Regions from separate parts of the Gossypium hirsutum genome. Here all the other regions are linked to region 1. The links are chromatin contacts, called in public Hi-C maps. All regions are on one chromosome and are shown on one strand. Each heading gives the region's core, a stretch centred on a gene start, on an enhancer-like site or on the middle of the called end of the contact. The rest is flanking DNA. Distances are from core to core; before and after follow the strand shown. Region 1 holds the start of LOC107887277. Region 2 holds the start of LOC107887274. Region 3 holds the start of LOC107893709.

Region 1 (4,333 bases), core at 1,686-4,185:
AAGAAGTGTTATAAAAGTTTTGGACAATTTGTAAAACTTATTTTTAAGTGATTATGGGTAGGGGTGTTCAATTGGTTAACTGACCGGTTAACCTATCCGAACTATCATTAACTAACCATTTAAAACCTTTAAACGTTAATCGAAAAAAAAAATTCAAAAAAAAAGTAACCGAACCAAACTTTTTCGGTTAATTCGGTTGGTTAACCGAAATTTATATTTTTTTTGGTTAAAATAAATATAAAACATATAAAAATTTAATTGAATTTAATATATGTAAAATGTATATAAAAAATATAAAATTAAACTTCGAACCGAATTAACCGTTAATTAAACTTCTAAAAAATTATTAACCGACCCCAATCGAATTAATTCGGTTAACCGACCGATTAACTGAATTCGATCAGTTAACCGAATTAATTTGGTTTTACCTGAAATTTGTAAACCCCTAATTATGAATAGTTCTAAGTATTATGTAAAAAAATGATTATAACCTATAATGAGATTGTTTGAAAAAAAAGTTATATATTATTATAAATTTATATTAGGGTATAACCCATTATAACCTATCTCTAAATTAATTTATATAAATTTTTATGATTATGCTAAATATAGCAACATAGCGAATTTTGGGGACCATAAGTCAGACTAATGCCGTTGTTGGGAGAAGTTGAAAATCCTACTTCCAAAAGAAATTAGAAATCATACTCAGAATTCAACAACAAAATCAAGTGTTAGAAGGAATTCATCACCCGAATCAAAGGTCCAGCTGAATTTGATATGTGGCATTCCTAGCACAAGATCCCACAGGGAAAGTGTGGTAGGACTCCAAAACCCTGCAATGAAGTCATCTGGTGGAGCAATGCTTGCAATCCTCCGGGATGGATGGTTTGGTTTTGGTGGCCAAAGATAAGTAGGAAAACTATGTTGTTCAAAGAGCTTTGAATTGTCTACAACATCGATATGGAAGTTGAAATCTGTGCGATAAACATTATCAGTGCTGCCTGTATTTCACCAAAATTTGTAATTTAAGCCTTATATCGAATCTTAGTTCTAAGATTAATGCTATCAACTGTTTCCATTAAAGAATGAATTTTTCATGTGATGGTTTCTGAAAACTCTGTTAATTATGTTGAAATTATATAATAATAAACCTAAGGCTAAGGACGGGGAACCCAATAAAAATTAAAAACCCTTTCCATTTCTCTCTACCCTCTTCCTCTCCCCATTTCTCCCATATTAACCCAAGAGAAGCTTAGATTTGAAAATTCTTGAGCCATTTTCACTTGGAAACTGTTATTGTTTTTAATAAATGAATTGTTTTTGTCTGTTAATATCTAACAATGAAATCGTTTTTCATTTTTGGGTTCTTTTTTAATTTTTTTAGATTTATTTTTTTGAAAATATTTATGTATTTTTATGTATTCCTTTTTTTTTAAGAATTAGGATCCATCATTTGTAAATTTTGAGATTTTCTTTTTGAAATTATGGCTAAATTGATATAAGATGTAAAAATTAAGAGCTAAATTTATTATTATACTAATTTTTTAATTACTATGTCACCTTGCAATTAACAAAAATGGATAATAAAAAAAATCTTATTAGTTGGATAACCAATTTTAGAAAAATTATAATTAGGTGACTAAAAATAAATTTATAATTGCGTGATCAATTTTTAAAAATTAATAATTAAATGATTAAAATAGAAAATAGCCCATAGTTGGATGAGTTGTAGTGTAGTTTACCCAATTTGTTTTTGTCTGACCCCGCTTGAGAAAAGGAGAGGTCAGTCAAAGAATGGGTAGGTCCACGTGGAACCATAGTTTTGATCACCTGCTACAGCTACTACCTTACATCTTTCTATTTTCTGTCTTTTTATCTGTTTATTATTATGTAATATTTTATACATACTTCCACTTCACACTCTTCAATTATTACACTCCATTTAATTTTAGATTAATTAAACTCAATTAATAAATTCATGTATCTCAGTCTAGCTCATAGTTTTAATTGAATTTTTTTAATATATAATTTTCGGTTTTCAAACTCAGATATTCGGGTCGAAATTATATATATATATTTCAAGCCGGCATATATTCAAGTAGGTTAAAAATATTAGTTTCACTCAAACTATCTATTTTTATAAATAAATAATTAAAGTTTATTTTCACATATATATTTTATGAAAACTTAAAATATACAATTAAAAGTATCATTAGAGTCTCTCTACTCTCTCGATGATAAATTAATCTTTATATTTTATATGGAGTAAAATAATTTATCAATTAAATTATATTATTAAATGCTGATTTTAGTATTTTATATATAAAAAATAATAATAAATTTAGTCTAGTGACTTTTTTATTCAATTTCCCCTTATTTAAAATATATTGACACTCAATCTTTTTTATTTTATCTTATATAAAACAGAGTAAACAGATAAGTTATAAATTACTAAAATTAAAAAAAAATCATAAATAAATAGTGATAAAAAAGAATTACAAAAATTTTTCAATATTCAATGAAAATTCTAAAAGTAGAAATGCACAAGAGTGACATGTTAGTTGAAATGTTAAGAATATGGATTAAATTTAATAAAAGTGTAACCTCGAATAAACATTTAACTTTAAAAGTATAATTTCTTATTTGGTTATTCTCTATCTAATATTATTAATGATGTTGTTTGAACAAATTGTAAGCCGAAATCTCATAACTAAAGAAATCGTTTTAGTATTTTCTAATTTTTTTTAAAATTATTTTTCTTTATTCTAAGAGGGAGTTAAAAACTTTAAAAGTACAATTTTGACGAAATCATTATTTATCTTTTCATCAGACGTATGGAATCCATTTGCCATTTTTTCAATAAAAAAAACCCAAATGAAATCTAGGATAGACTACTATACTACTTTTACCACAAAACCTAATATATTTTCAATCATTACATTCTAATATTATTGTTTTAATATTTTGATTGGCCAAAAAAAGGAACCCAACTCATTTTTATTGTAAAATGAGATGCATTCAACTGAAATGGGATTGGATTATGTATCCATTTTCACATTACTTACTTTATACAACTTTCATTAGTAAGTCAATCTCCTCTCTTCTTGCCTTAAAATCAATTTCTTCTCTCGTTTTCTTCCTCACTGTTTCTCTGTATTTTCTCATATCTAAACACTCTCTACTTTTTGCTTCTTCTTGATCTCTTTTGTTATGGATAATCAAGAGCAGGAAAAGAATCAATCCTCTGGTTTTTCTTTTTTCCTTTCCTTTTTTTTCTTCAAAATTTTTAATGATTTTTATTTTTTATTTAATAAATTTCTGGGCTTGTTGAAGTTGTCTGTTTGTCTTTCCTGTGTTTTCTTGTTTATTACAATATATGTATAAAAACTTTAGTTTTTGTTTTCATGGATGATGGATATATCATCATTTTCTAGGCTGGTTAAAGTTGTTTGACTTTTTTTCCGGGAAAACGATTACCAACTTTCTGGGCTTTCTTGTTTCTTATAAAAGAAACTAGTATAACTTTTTCTTCAATCTGCCATTAATTTCACTTCATTTCCATTGAAAAAACTATTTATATGTATGTATGTATGTATGTATGTATGTTGTTTTTCTTTTCCCTCTGGTTTCTAAACTAAAGAATATCTTTCCTTCATTTTTATGGTTTTTAAAAAAAATTCTGATTATATATTTTCTTAATACTTCCGATTGACGATTTTTTCCCTCAGAAACCGATTTCGGTTTTCTCCATTTTTGTTGTCATTCCTAATTGAATGTACGGATTTTGGTGAATACAGTTTAGGCGAAGATTATGGAAAGGCGTGGTTGGGAGAAAAGTATCAGAGGAGTCGGAGCAATGTCGAATAGATCTGAAATAGAAGTATTTTCGGACGCCGCAACGGAATTTCAAGATGGCGAATCAGGTTGGAGTACGGATATTGTTAGCCAAGCCGACAAGGCTCTTGCTTCCGCCATTTCATTCAAAGATGGTGAAGATTTCGGTAATTCACAATAAATCTCTATTACCACTTTTTGATGTTGGACTTGGATTTGGCTATAAGTGTTGGATGGAGGAATTTTGGAAGTTACTCCTTTATGCCCATGTCTCGATACTAGAGTACTTTTAAATGTGACCCTTTTATATACATGTGTCAATGCATATATCACACAAAAAGAAAATTTGAAGTGTCCATATTCGGATAAATGCTTGAATCTATTGCCTTGATACCAACCAGGCTAATACTCATGTTATTTTATTAGTAATGTTTTGCTCGTTATTCGGATAAGCGTTAGGTATGGTTATGTGCCTGATATAAGTATGTATATCCGATTT
Region 2 (4,519 bases), core at 292-2,791, 160 kb before region 1:
ATATATATAGAATATATAAATATCACCAAAACGAAAAACAAACCATGTCATATTCATCAGCATCCACATCTCCACCAGCTCGACCGTAGTTGTCTTCATCCATGTCATGTACAAAATCTTCATCCATGTAATAGAAATCCTCCCCTTGCGGGTAGGACATGATATATTTGCATTCAACTGCAAAAAGGTTCAATTAAAAATTTCTTTCTACAAATAAAATTAACAAATATTAAAATAAAAACGCTTAGGGAAACCTAAAGAGAGTTGAATCAAAAGGGTTCCTAAAATTCATAGAAAAAAAAACTTACTTTCAGACAAACTAGCGAATAGCAAATTTACTATTTTTCTTTTCATTTTCTTAAAACATATCTTAAAAAAAATTGAATTTCTAAAAGAGAACGGAATTTTTAAGAGCAGAAGGGTGTTCCAGGGAGCTTATTTTAAAACAAATGGCTTTCAAAAATTATTTTTAAAAAAAAAAAACCTAAAACATGATAAAATCATATCCAACATAAAAGATGAACAAGAACAAAAAAAAAACCCCAAAAATCCTTAAACCTAACAAAGGAAAAAATAAAACTATTTTTCTACCACCAAAAAGAATTGCGCAGAACTAAACAAAAAGGCGAAAAGGAATAGGACAAAAGAGAACAGATACTGAATTCACTAAAAGAAAAATTAAATTTAAAAAAGGAAAAAGGAAACGAGAGATTGTTATTCTTACAGGAAGTTTAGTATGATGGTTCTGAAACTGAGGCCTCGGATTTAATCATTTAGGTAGTAAAATATTATAAATAAAGAATAATGAAAAGAGTTCCGGGGTTACGTTATAGTGGACGAAAACCGTCATTGCAGCATGCTTTCTTGGGCCGGGTTACCCCTCTCCGATTCAATCAGCTCCGGTTTAAATTTTTTAATTTATTTTTCCTTACAGTTACATTTAAACAAAAAATATAATTACGAATCAATAGGTGATTAAAAGAAAGTGTGGTCAAGTTTAAATCCTGATGATGAGAAATTCACTTAAATATTATTCTCAATCAAAAAGGAAAAACACATCTATAATTATATCAAAATATATAACATTATTTGTCCTCTTTAAAAAATAAAATAAATAAATATGATTTATTTTCTTTTCTTTGGATAAAATAGGGTTGGGCTTTATTAATTTAAAACTAAAATTTACATGAAAACCAAAATTAAAAAGAGCAAAGGCACAAAGAGGCTCAAAGAAAGAAAAGTTATCTGATCCTAAAAGGAAGAAAAAGTATTGAAAAAGAAAGATAATAAAGAAGCTACTGAAAAAGTAAACAAACTATAAAGAAAATTAAAGAAAAACGTGCCTACTCCTTTAGGGAAAGAGATTGCCCGTCCCACTCTTATCATCTTTCTAAGCGGCACCGACGGTTCCATTTCTCCCAAAAAAAGCCTGCCAAACTTATCTCCCTGCATTAAGACAATCATTCAGTCGAAGCATCCCTGTCTAGATCTGATGCTTCGGTAACCCAAGAAACCGGAAAAACCAAGAGTCCTTCATTCGTCAGTCAGGCTCGCGGAGCCAATCATTGGAAAAAGTTGTTGCAGCGGAGTCTGGGACAGATCCGATCAGGTAAAAGCCTTTTCCCTTCCTTACACATTCAGTGCCTAGAGCGTCTGCTAAAGCATTTCCAGATCTTTTAACATGCATAAATATGATGCTTTGAAATCGGGCGAGAGTGCCTTCGATATTACGAAGGTGCGAGCTAACTTTTGATTTGTCAGTATGACTTGAGTTACATTTCGTAATAACAGACAAGGGGTCTCCTTCGATGATTACTTTTGTTAATCTGAGAACTAACCCCATTTTAAGCGCCTCAAGGCATGCAAGGGCTTCCCCGGTGAAAGCCGGTCCCACATTGTCGTGCAAGTTTTAGACACTATTACCACACCTTTTCTATTTCGAGCAACCAGCCCTGTACCTAATCTACATCGTTCCATGACAAAAGCCGTATCAAAGTTTACTTTGATAAAATCGGTAGGAGGAGGATTCCAGCTTACTTTATCACCCTGGACGGTAATTTTCTTCTCTTCTAAACAGTCCAATTCATAGAGATACCTGGAGATAAAATTAGTAATTTCCTTTCCTGATTTAACCACTTTGTCATGAACTCTCCTATTTCTTTCAAACCAGATGGCCCAAAGTGAGCAGCAAACAATCCTTCGTTGAATGTGCCAACAGACATTAAAAACTGCAGTAAGGCAATCCAACCACCCCTAACTAGGTAGGTTTAATAAATCAATGAGGCCTAAGATTTCCCAAACTTTATTTGCAACAAGACAAAAGCAGAAGGCATGACTATTGTTTTTGCTCCTCCCCCACAAATGGGACACAGAGTGTCTCGAACCAGCTTCTTCAAGAGTAAGTTTGACATGGTAAGGATATAATTTTTGGAAATACGCCAGACAGTAATTTTTAGATTGGAAGGCAAATTTAAGTTCTATAGTTTACAATAGAAACTTTTATATGTAGCTTGTTATTCCCTTAAACTGAGAAGCACTATTGATTTCTAACAATTTGTAAGCACAGCGAACGTAGAACTCACCATATGCTTCCTTCCACCAAACCAGGGTATCATCTTGTGGTTCAAGTGCCAGCGGGATCTGAAGGATTCTTGATGCATCATCCTCATCAAAGATGGAAATAATAGTATCCTTTTTCCATTCTCTATTATCATCAATAAGCTCAGAAACAAATTCAAGATTACAATTACTAACTGTACCACATAATTGAAAATTAAAAGAGCATAGTATCCATGCAGCATTAAAAATAGGGATCGCTTCACTCGTACCCACCCTCCAACCAGAACCATCCTAAAGTACCTTTTTTATTGCCTAGATGCTTTTTTCACGCATACGAAGCATTCACTTTAAGACATGAATTCAGAAAATTAGAATGTGGATAATATTTCGCTTTCAAAACCTGCGCCAACAGAGAATTTGGATTAGTCATAAGATGCCACCCTTGTTTTGCAAGAAGGGTAATATTAAATTTCGCAAAACTCCTACAGCCAATGCCATCATTTTCTTTTAATTCACACATAGAACCCAATCCACACCAATGTAAGCCTTGTTTCACATGAGTCTTTTGCCACCAAAATTGAGGCACGATGCTTTCCATCTCTTTACACAAGGATTTTGGCAAAAGAAAATAACCTATAGCATAAGTAGGTATTGCTTGTAACACTGCTTTAATAAACACTTCCTTGCCGCCTTGAGACAAGAAACGAGAACTCCAATTATCAACCTTTTGTTTCATACGGTCTTTTAAATATTAAAAAGAGACATTCTTCCTTCTACTCACTATATTTGGGAGACCCAGGTATTTCTTGAGGTTAGTAGAACACCTTACACCCAATTCGATGGAGATTTGTGTTCTCACCGAATCAATTGTATTTGATCTAAAAAAGATTGTGGATTTGTCAAAATTCAGACATTGACCCGAATGGGTCTTATATTCTTTTAAAATTTACTTCAAAATTTTATCGCCTCCCACAGTAGTCTCCTCAAATAGAATACAATCATCGACAAAGAATAAGTGAGATGTTAATGGACCTTTTCAACTAGCTTTTACCCTCTTTAGAAGACTTTCATGAACAGCCAACCTCGTTAAAGAAGGGAGACCCTTACTACAAATGAGAAAGAAAAAAGGGCTAAAAGGTTCCCCTTGTCGAAGTCCTCACAAAGGCTAGAAATGTGTCCTAATTCTTTCATTTAAGCTTATCGAATAAGAGACAGTGGAAATAGACTTCATCACAATGTCAACCCAAGCTTGAGAAAAACCTATTTTTTCCATCATTACTCGTAGAAAATTTCACTCTATCTTGTCGTAGGCTTTACTCATGTCTAGTTTGAGCGCAAGTAAACCCTTTCTACCTTTTTACTCCTGGCTAAAAGTATGCAATAATTCATATGCCAATAAAACACTATCAGATATTAATCGATCAGGAGCAAAAGCAGTTTAGGACTTGTCAATATAGACTTATAATACTTTTTGAAATCTGTTTGCAACCATTTTGGCTATGATTTTATAGATAACAGTGTAAAGCCTAATTGGTCTAAAATTTCACATTTTTGTAGGATTGTGAATTTTAGGGATAAGAATTATATTAGTGACATTTATAAACCCCATATTCATGCTATTATTTAATACTCCCAAACCAAAACAACAAACCTCCTTGCCCATAATGTACTAATATTTTTGAAAGAAATTGATGAGAAACCATCTATACCTGGTGCCTTCATAGGGGCCATACCTTTTAATGCCCCAAAGACTTCCTCCTCTATGTAGGAAGTAGTTAGCTCAGTATTGGCCTATTTAATGATGCACCTATCAACTCCGGATAGAGTATGGCTCATCCCATTACCTCCCATTCGTCACAAAAAGCTCAACAAAATAGCTCGTCTCAATGTTTTCCATTTCATTATGATCTAAGGTAATTCTACCACCCACATAGTCCAAAAACGAGATCCTATTTGAATT
Region 3 (4,258 bases), core at 982-3,481, 220 kb after region 1:
GGTTTAATCCAGTAATATTGTATACCATGTAATAATTAAATATACATAAATACGATAACAAAAATTAAAACACCACATTTATATATAAAAACATAATAACCTAGATCTGAATTCATGGCTTAACAGCTTCGCCTGTCCATAAATTAGGTCCACCCTATACTTGGTGTCATAACTCAATCAGACATTTATTCTATTAAAAATTTATGAGAATCACATGTCATAATTAAAATAAATAATATTATTTGGGATATTTTTATATTTTCACTTTTAAAAAAAATAATAAATATGTATATGGTGAAATTTCAATCCACATCAATTGCATTAAAAATATATTTAATTTATCACTCAATTAAAACTTTATTTTAATATTTTTATACATTTTAATTTTATTTTCACACTTCGATACCTCTATTAGTATAGGTCTATACTTAATATTAATAATTTTAATAAAAAAATTCTTACTATTAATAAAACCCTTTGTTGAGTTGGTGTTATGGGTTAACCTGTTATCAACTCTGTTAGGAAATGACTTATATATCATTTTATTAAATGATTACTATTATTATTTTGGTAACTTTTTGTCTTTTCATACATTTTTATAGTTTTAAAATAATAGAATTAAAATTAACATATCTAGAAATTGAATTCGTGTTTAATGAATTTATAAACACTTTTTTTTACCACCATACTATCAATAATTCTTAAGTAATTGAAAAAAAAATTAATTAACTTTTAACTTAAAAAGTTTTCTCTCACCAAATTTGTTACCGATTGCATTGGTGTCATAAGTCAACTCAATACTTAATTTTTAAAAACTATATTTTTAATATTGAATTTTCTTTGCACTAACTTGATAACTTTTTGACGTGCTATAGAAAAACGACAACACCATAATAAACAATTGAAGTGCATTTAATATTCTTAATATGATGTAGTTACTTATGTCAATTTTATTTTACTCACTAGTTCAGCTATTTTTTATTTTAATTTTGTATATATTGCATATTTGTTAATATTATTATTAGTTTTAAACCTTACGTTTTATTATTTATTATATGTTATTTTTAAATACACACATGTGCTTTAAATACGTGGTTTTCACATGCAAACACGTATAATAGAATTTTTAGTATTAATAATGTATTTGATTGAGTTAGTATCATAAATTAACTCGACACCTACTCAATATTGATAACAACACCATGATAAATAATTTTTTTTATTTTAATAACGTACATATTTCATGTATTATTATCAATTAGTTTCGTGCCAATTTTTTAAACACATTTATATTTTAAATTTTTATTTTCCTAGATGATAAAATTTTTAATAGAAATAATAACCATCAAGTAACAAATGGAATTGGTAAGCTTACAATGCATGTAGCATGCCTTTCTATATGATGTATCATAAAAAGGGTTGTGATTCATACTACTACTACTACTTTTTCTTCTTATTATTTGAAGCATCCTTTTATTTTGTTATTAAAAAATAAAAAATAAGTCATAAGTTTTTGTACTCTTCACAATTTAAAATTTAATTCATGTATTTTTATTTAATGGAATTTAATTCATTTAATTTTTTAATTTCAAAATTTATATTCAAGTGTTAGTTTTTTTTTAAATTTGTTGGTGAGACATTTAAAAAAAATTACTCGTTTGATAGCAATGTGACTAAAAAATGAGATTAAATTTAACAAAATAAATTTAATAATATTATAAATTAGATCTCAATTTTAAAAACTAAAAAGTAGAAAAATTAAATTTTTAAAAATAAAAGTAGAGGGATTTGAATATATTATAACATGACACTTTAATCTTTTTATTTTAAAAACAATAAAAAATGTGTATGAAGAGATTTGAATATATATATATATAAAAGAATTTAAATTTAAGCTAATTAAATTGATAAAATTTTAAATTTATTATTTTCATTAACTATTTATTTATACGAATTATTATTTAAATCCCTGATTGAAGGAAAATTACAAAAATATTTTTTTTTCAATTTAATATTTTTATTTTAAGAAAAATTATGCATGCGAATTGGTATCAATTGGTAAAATTTTAATGAAAAAAATATGTAATATATAGAGCTCCGAATACGTATCATCACATATAATCCAAACAGTGCACACGTGTAATGAATAAGACAGTGGGGTCCAATTCAATCAACGTAACCCCAACTGTCACGTATTCTCTTCCAATTACAAGAACTTCTTACTTCCGCTATGCTCTCTCTGTCTCTCTTTCCATCTCTTCACTGTGTAATGTAAGCTTATTGTGCTTCTTTTTTTTTTCCTTCAACTTTCCCATTTTTCTTTCCTTCAACTTTCCCATTTTTCTTTCTTCTATTTACTTCTTTCTTATTTTTCTCACTCTCAAATGCCTTCCCCTTTCAGTTTTCTTCATTAAGAATCATGGGTCGGTTCCAAATAAAGCTTCTTCTTTCCTGTTCTCTTGTCAAAATATGTTATCCCCATGAAAAGAATTTTCCATCTTTTGGATCTTTTCCTTTCTTTTTTTCATGGTGGGTGATTGGAACTAAAGCTTTTGCTTCTGATTGAATCTCCCCACTTCCCTTGTATTCAATTGTTTTCCTTCCAAATTTTCAAACTCTTTTGGGTGTTTATAGAAAGCTTGATTCTCGGTTGTTATTCATCGAAGAAGTGGGAGTTTGTTTGTTTGTTTGATGTAATAGTTTCAGATATGGCATTCATGGAGAGCTTGTCACTGAAATTGGATAAAACAAACTGTTCAGTCTTTTCAGGACTTCAATTCCATGGTTGTTCATAAATATTGTTCTGGGTTTTCTATAATATACATTTTTTGTGTTTGTTGATATGCCGAATCCAACTTTAGGCCATGCAGAGGCACATCTTCGAGGAGGTTCAAGGCGTTGATCACTTCCCACGTTTATAATTTTGCATGGTTCTTTGCTGACATAAGAGCTGGGAAATGAATTCTTAAGGGGTAATCAATGTGAATGCTTGAAATGCAATTGATCTTTTCGTTGAAGTGAAGATCCAAGGAGAAAAGGTAACACTTCTCTGGTCTGTTATCGAGGATTTTGAGGCTCTGGTTTAGGGCTTGTAGAGTCAAAAAAAGAAAGCTTTGATTCCTTTGGCATCCAAAGTTTTTTGACTATGGAACTTGTGGTTTAAGTTTCTTGGTAAAACTTGAGTTGTTGAAATTGGACTGTTGGGAATTTTTTTTGCTTTTAATGGTAACATAATCCAACTACATTTTGACTGAAGCAATCTCCTAGTTCTTGATGGTTTTGAATTTTAAGGAACTCTTTGTTTCAGGCACATGCATTTCTTTCATCTTTTCCCTCATCAAATCAATCATGACTTCTTCTTCTTTTTTTACATTGGATGTAATCTAGTTAGATCTGGATTTCATAATTGCTGGATGTCAAATTTTTTTTAAATGATTGCACAAACGAACAGAGCTAAAATTCTAGTTCAAATCAACCTTGTATTTAAAACTTGATTTTAGGTACATAGTTATGCTGGGACAGGGTAAAGAACATAAATATGAATTTGTATTTGAATTTGAACTTCAGACCTATTGGATGTTGTTTTTTTAAGTAGGGTTGCTTGAACAAATAAAGTTTTGTATAAAACTGCTGGACTAGGATTTAGGTGGTGCATGTGGTAGATAAGAGACTTATGAGTATCATAAAGGCTTACGCAATGTGTAGTAGGAAAATTAAGAGTTGATGAATTTTAAAGCTGATCTGTCAAGAGAAATGTCTGGTTCTGCATCATCACCATCGTCATCATTAATGTCAACAGTCTCTCATGATCATATTAGATTTGGACTGACCCGATTTTAGAGTGTCTGTTTCCAGTTCTTGCCGACAAGATTCTTTACCACTTGATTTTGTGTACACACGAACACACACAAAGGAAGCTCTGTTAGAGATGCCAACTCTGTTTCATAGGTGGGAAATAAGGGAACCAGTTCTGGATGCTGGTATTTCTGAGTCTTGTCAACTCTTAAAAATAGTTGTAGGAACCAACTTGGTTAAGCGTTGGTTCATGGATTGAAAATAAGGGAACTGGTTGCTGATGCTGATGTTTGTTGTTAGATGCCAACTCTTAAGGATAGTAGAATGAAAAACTCTGGTTCACCACTTGGCTAGCTTATTTTCTTCTGTGAAACCTTCAGCTAAATAGACTTTTATCGTAGGAAGATGCATAAAGAACCTATTTTGCTTATTGTTCATCGATACTGAATCAGGCAATGTTAAT

What was found. A called contact is a pair of places that touch in the nucleus more often than the background predicts.
Region 2: a contact with region 1 is called in a Hi-C map of leaf, with 1.7 times the contacts expected there. The contact joins the promoter of LOC107887274 here to the promoter of LOC107887277 in region 1. A contact is called at or near these places in 2 of 34 Hi-C or Micro-C datasets (anther and leaf).
Region 3: a Hi-C map of leaf shows a contact between it and region 1, with 1.9 times the contacts expected there. The contact joins the promoter of LOC107893709 here to the promoter of LOC107887277 in region 1. A contact is called at or near these places in 2 of 34 Hi-C or Micro-C datasets (both in leaf).

What each region holds. Positions count from the first base shown.
Region 1 is chrA03:51,139,820-51,144,152 of Gossypium_hirsutum_v2.1, reverse strand. It overlaps LOC107887277, which reads left to right and starts at 2,935. Exons shown (of 4, transcript XM_016811468.2): 1 at 2,935-3,083; 2 at 3,798-4,001. The coding sequence starts at 3,812.
Region 2 is chrA03:51,293,343-51,297,861 of Gossypium_hirsutum_v2.1, reverse strand. It overlaps LOC107887274, which reads right to left and starts at 1,541. Exons shown (of 10, transcript XM_041095961.1): 1 at 1,344-1,541; 2 at 44-177. The coding sequence starts at 1,464. LOC107887275 (a long non-coding RNA gene) reads left to right here and starts at 1,410. Exons shown (of 4, transcript XR_001681101.2): 1 at 1,410-1,609; 2 at 1,792-2,053; 3 at 2,171-2,412; 4 at 2,608-4,519.
Region 3 is chrA03:50,919,781-50,924,038 of Gossypium_hirsutum_v2.1, reverse strand. It overlaps LOC107893709, which reads left to right and starts at 2,231. Exons shown (of 8, transcript XR_005914960.1): 1 at 2,231-3,038.